Linked DNA regions of Rattus norvegicus: region 2 is linked to region 1. Evidence: chromatin contacts called from public Hi-C data. All regions are on one chromosome and are shown on one strand. Each heading gives the region's core, a stretch centred on a gene start, on an enhancer-like site or on the middle of the called end of the contact. The rest is flanking DNA. Distances are from core to core; before and after follow the strand shown.

What was found. Hi-C and Micro-C count contacts between places; a contact is called where the count stands out from the background.
Region 2: a Hi-C map of liver shows a contact between it and region 1, with 5 times the contacts expected there. The contact joins the promoter of Atf7ip here to the enhancer-like site in region 1. A contact is called at or near these places in 9 of 12 Hi-C or Micro-C datasets (Schwann cells, frontal cortex, kidney and 4 more) and 1 of 1 datasets of contacts at active chromatin or transcription factors (oligodendrocytes).

What each region holds. Positions count from the first base shown.
Region 1 is chr4:171,066,845-171,069,544 of GRCr8, forward strand. No RefSeq gene overlaps it. Among named protein-coding and RNA genes, the nearest start is that of Atf7ip, 49 kb to the right of the region's middle. Within about 2 kb of position 1,312, at least 83 of the 93 cell types and tissues checked have an H3K27ac peak or open chromatin away from gene starts, as enhancers often do. A contact at or near this core is called in Schwann cells, liver and prefrontal cortex, where this site is marked.
Region 2 is chr4:171,115,505-171,118,485 of GRCr8, forward strand. It overlaps Atf7ip (activating transcription factor 7 interacting protein), which reads left to right and starts at 1,618. Exons shown (of 15, transcript NM_001107893.2): 1 at 1,618-1,770. LOC102549638 (a long non-coding RNA gene) reads right to left here and starts at 1,818. Exons shown (of 4, transcript XR_010065976.1): 1 at 1,287-1,818.

The DNA.
Region 1 (2,700 bases), core at 62-2,561:
CACATGCTGTACACACTTCAACTAAAAGCAACAGCAATGTCAGACAACACAGGCATGATGGTTACGTCTTTGACTATCCCTCCTTCCCTAGCTAGTTGTCCATCCGCTCCAGAGCGACTCCAGGAGCAAGCTGTCACCCAGTTGAACAGACGTGTAGGGTGTGCACTTTCTAAGGCCACACAGGGTTCAGAGGTTTCCCCAGGCTGCTTCCACCCCTCCCCCTTAGATATTTCCCAGGACTTTCAGGAGTTCCAGAACCTAAAGTCCAGGTCAGTCTCATTTGGATAGGAAAATGAGGGGAGTGGATTCCCTTCCCTTGAGTGTCCCCACATGGTTGGAATCTTCCAGAGTCAGCAGGAGATTGCCTGGAGACTTAGAAGCCAGTCTGCTGTGGGAGTGGGGGAGGGGCGCCCCGGAGTTCCTTTGTTGTATCTGTGGGTATCAGGAGTGCCCTTGAGATGTGGCGGGAGAAGCTAGAAGCTGGGAGAGCCAGGGCTGAAATGTTGAAATGCCATTCCCTTCTGTTCCTCTTAGACACCTGGAGAGACTGTTGGAACTCAGCCCACTTTGCATTATTTATGGGTGACATTTGAAGAACGGGAGACTTGTTACTGGCAGGCATGCTGTATCTGACGCTTAGTACACAAATGTGGACTGAGCACCTAAACGCCAACATGTATTATAACTGAGCTGGTACAGGTCCTATTTGTTCGTGTGGTTGTTGCTTGGCAAGAGATGGCTGTCTTTACCGAGAGCGACGCTCTTATTTGCAGATGTAACATGCTAAAAAGAGACTAGCAGGAGAAATAATCAGAAGCCCCACACAGTACCACGCATTTTATATCTTACACAAACCTAGCCACTGTACATCCCTGAGAACCAACTGCATGGCTGTTCCCATTTTAAAGGTGAGAAAAATAAAGTTCGAAGTAAGTAGGTAGTGGTACCGATCTATAACCCGTCAGAGAAAGACACTAGTTCCAAAATCCATGCTTTTAACCAGACACCATACCGCCACCCTGGTGCCAAATGCTTGCTTCTAAAGCGCCTACTATGTGACGACCTACTCTGGGTAGAGGACGTGGTCCTGGTGACGCTGATGATATAGGGTGGTTCCTGCCTTCAACAAGCTTCCAGTCTACTGACTTTTGTTTCAAGACAAATTCAGTCCTGGCAAGCACAGGGCTTTATTTTCGGACTCAAAGGCCATCTGGGAAATTTGAACTTCCGAGCATTCCCGTACAGTGCTGGGTGGGAGGAGGCCTGGAAACCGGGAGTGACCCGGTAACAGCAGGCACCATACAGGCTGACAGGCTGGCTGCCTGGAAATGGGCAGGGCCTGGCCCTGGGGAGCTGTAGCCATGGCAACCCAGCCTGTTTCCAGAACAATGTCTCCAGCCAGGAAAACAGCTCCCAGAGCCTTCCCTGTATAATCCCCGAAGCTGACTGAAGGCACAAAGGACTTCATTCTAGTGAGGCTCTCCATGCTTAGCCAGAACAAAGCCAGCCATTTGTTGTCTGGGGCCCTGCCTTTGTGTTGCGCTTGTGACAACATCCACAAAGCACAATGAATTTGTTCCTTTCCGCCACCCCTCTCGTTTATATCGTATTTATTGTAATTTTTCATTTAGCCCCATTTTACAGATGCAAGATCCACGAGCGTGAAGTGGCCTGATATCTAAGGCGAGCCTTAAAAACCCAGAGGCCTTTCAGGTTACTGGATGGTGGGCCCTGTCTTTGCCTGTTTTGCGTCAGGGTTTTCCAGACACACTGAAGAGAGGTCGTGTTCACGTCCTGGGGCACAGTGGCACTCGGAGGCTGTCCCTGGGCTCTCCCAGGCCAGCTCTCTGGGGACTGTGGCCCGCCCCTCCCCTCCCCCACACCGCGGCCCGCCCCTCCCCTCCCCACACCGCAACTGCAGCCACAGACGGAAGAGGAATGCGGAAGGCGGTCACGCCCGCCCCGCCCTGCAGGCCTCTGCACCAGCTGGTTTAGAAACTCTGGCTCACAACCTTGAGAAAAGACAGCCTACTGCTGCCTGTACTCCTCCAGGCCGCCCAGTGACTACTTCCTGTGCACTGAAGGTTGTCAACCACCGGTGCAGAGACAGGGTGTGACCTCCCTGAAATCGAGCAAAGGGGACAGCCTCCACCCTCAACACCAGAACACCAACAGATGTGAAAGTAATTAATAGGAGGACTGGGGAGATGGCTTGACTTCAATCTAAGCTCATAACCGAAAATACAATTATCCAGAAATGTCTACATTTATAAAGAATAGAGATATAAATTATGTCCTCGCAGAAGAAATGCGACTTCCAACACTGTATGGTAATAAAAGTCTTGCCCTGGCAAGTGTACAGGCACATACACACTTTTAGTCCCAGCGCAGAGGCAGGCGGAGTGTAAAGTCTACCAACCAAGTGAGTACCAGGAGAGCCAGGCCACACAAAGAAATCCTCTCTCGAGAAAAAAAGAAAAAGAAACAGAAACAAACAAAAAGAAAGAAAAAGGAAACTTAAAGTTGTTGTCTGGGGCCCTAAAAAGTTGGTGATAATGTGTGCACACAGGTAATCCCAACACTTCCGATGCTGAATCCGGAAGACTGGCAAGATTACCGGGCCAGCCTGGGCGGCATAGCAAGACCCTGTCTCAAAAAACACACCTTTGTGTGACGGAAAAACATGAAAGGAAAATAACT
Region 2 (2,981 bases), core at 368-2,867, 49 kb after region 1:
CAGGCTGGCTTAAACTCACACTAGCTGGGTGTCTCTCTTTTTAAGGTCTCTTGTTAGATTAAGTCAAGTCTACTTCAAGATATTCTCCCTGTCAACTCTAAATCAATCTAGGATCTTAATTACGTCTTAATTACACCTTTCCCTTTCTCTCTCTCTCTCTTTTTTTTTTTTTTTTTTGAAACATGGTTTCTCTATGTAGCCCTGGGTATCCTAGAACTTGCTCTGTAAACCAGGCTGGCTTTGAAGTCATGGATTTTCATGCCCTTGCCTTCGGGAGTGCTGGGATCACAAATCCCACCACATTTAAGCCATATGGATTACAGGGTATGAACAGAATTTGGGAGGAGGGGGGTGATGTGTTCATCTCATGGTTCTGGCAATTCTGGGTTGATGCTATCACCTAATAGCAGAGCCCTTGCCTAGCTTGTGGATGGGCTGGCACTGGAAAGATTCTGGATACTGTACCATATTTCATGTCCCCAGTGGGTTGCTTCTTCAATTTTAAATCCCTTGGGTTTGCCTGTTTAATGTCCTTTGTTGAAGAGTCAAGTACAGGACAGTAATTAAAGCTGTGAGCTTCTTTGGAGAGAAGAGTCTCAAGCTCCAGATGATCTGGGAGCCCATGGCCCCAGGTTGTCCTTGTTCTCTCAAGATCTCCCTCATCCTCCCTGAGTGCCGCTGGGAGTTGAGCCACATCTGCCTATGGGAGTATAGATTTCCTCAGCCCTGACAGCTACTTAAGTTTTGGAACACAGTGATTGCTTAAATTACTATTGAATAAATACTTTAAGGGAGAAATTAAGTTTAAGGGATTAAATTTCCCACCCATTTTTTTCCTGGCCCTTACTGATATACAAAAAGCATATTTAGGATCTTTTCTACAGTCTGAGTCAGTAATTGTTTGGTGGAACAGTAATTATTATCTGTATTTCAGAGATACGTGAGTTTATGAGGTGTGAGGGTATGACTGGTAGTACTTGCTCTGTTACAGATTACCCCCCCCCAAAGATGTTTATCTCCACCTCTTGTGATTAATACAATTAGTTTAGTGAACTTTAAGTGATACCTGTAAGCAACACTTGAGAGGTTGAGGCCGACTGATTTCAAATTCCAGACCTGTGTGGGCTACGTGGCAAGTTCAATGCTAGACTGAACTAAATTGCATGAATCTTCCTCAACATTACAAAACAAAAAGATAAAAATTAACAAAAATTAATGTTAATAATTTTCCGTACTCTAGGCTTCTAGACTTTATGGAAAAGTCTTTTCGCTTTTTAAGCACTCACCTACTTCTTTTCTCAAGTTTCATGGAGGGGTGGCTACTGAGGAATCTCCATGCAAAAACAAAACAAAACAAAAAAACACCTCGAGGATTAAAAAAGAGGCAACCGGAAAAAAATTCACCTCCGGACGCGATTGAAAAGACCGCAGCGCCACCACGGCAGACGGGCCTCATTTTTCAAGGCAGGAGGCGTGGCCAAAATCCCTCATTCAAATAAAAAACCAGGAGATTTGCATGGAGAATAGGCATCGCGCGCTCTCATTGGCCGATCGCGCAGTGGGTGGAGTACATAGTGCGCCCACGAAGCTCCGCCCCCACCTATTTGCATAACGGCCCCGGCGCGTGCTGGGGAGAAGCGGGTTTGTTTTTGAATCTGCGGTGGCGGCGAGTGGAGCGCACGGCTGAGACGGCAGCGTCCGGGACGGCTGCGCGGGACGGCTGCGTAGGAAGGAACTCGGGTCCCAGGCCCTCACCTCCCGCCCCCGAAGGTATATGCGAGTGCCAGGGGCTGTTCTAACCACAGTCGGCGAAATGACTATTGTATTTCGGAAGAGTCAAGACCGCATTATGGCGGCTGCGGGAGTTGAGTGTGCGCCTGCGCGGTTGCGAAGCTGCGGGCGGGCGCTGCATGGGAGCACGTGATCGCTGGGGGTCGGGCTCTAGCTGCAGTTGAGCAGCTGTCCGGGCGGTGGCTGCGCAAGCGCAATATTCATTTTCAAGAGCTAATGTTCTTGTTGGACGCCATTTGGGTTCTAGATTTAATTTTTCTCATTCTCGAGGGGGTTTCGTCTCGTGCCTCTTCTTTTCACATTTTCCGAGGGAAACGTTTCTCTCGTGTCTTAAACCTTCCCGCACCTCAAAATTCTTAGTTTCTCTGACTGTCTCACCGGTGCAGACTTGATTTTTTGGTACAAATTGTCTCTTGTGGTTCTCGATTATAATTTCACGTTTAGTTAGGTGTTTCTGGATTTGCATTGCATTAAGGGAGATAAGATCAGCACCTAGTGGTGTTCTCGGGGGAAGTGCATTTACTTCAGCTGCACTTTTGTAAATACATTTTTAACCCTGTGGTTACCAGTTCGCTTTTGGATGTGCAGTGTTTACAAAATAGAAACTTAGAAAAATAGAAACCATTTTATTTTTGTATTGTTTAGTTTCCGAGGAGAATTAGAAAATGTACAAATTGGGTTGAAATCTCAGTTTTTTCAGGTATTCTATCTTTTCTTTTAAAGAAAATATTTCATCTGGTCAATGAAGTTTTAATCCTGAACAGTTTGCCAAGTACTTGAATCTTTTGTTTTTAGTTTTAGTATTTTTTCAGTTATTTAAATATTAAAAATGAACTCGTTTTCTCATCATTTTGTAATGACGTATAAGCTATTATACCTGATACCGGTTTTTGATGAAGAATTTTACAAATAATTCCAAGTTATATTGAGGCCTTTATGTATTCAGGGAATCAATTAAAATTTTTGAGTTTTTAAAAAAATATGTGCACTGTAGTATATGTGTATGATTGTATGCTTTACATATTTTTTAGCTGTATATGTTCTGGTTTTAGTTTCTTAAAATAACTGGTGTGCTACTGATTAAAGTTGTGGTGCCACTAAATTTCAGTTGTACGTAGAATAATTGGGTCAATATACATATAATTTAAAATATCATTTTTTTATTCTGCCACTTGTTTCTTACTGGTCTA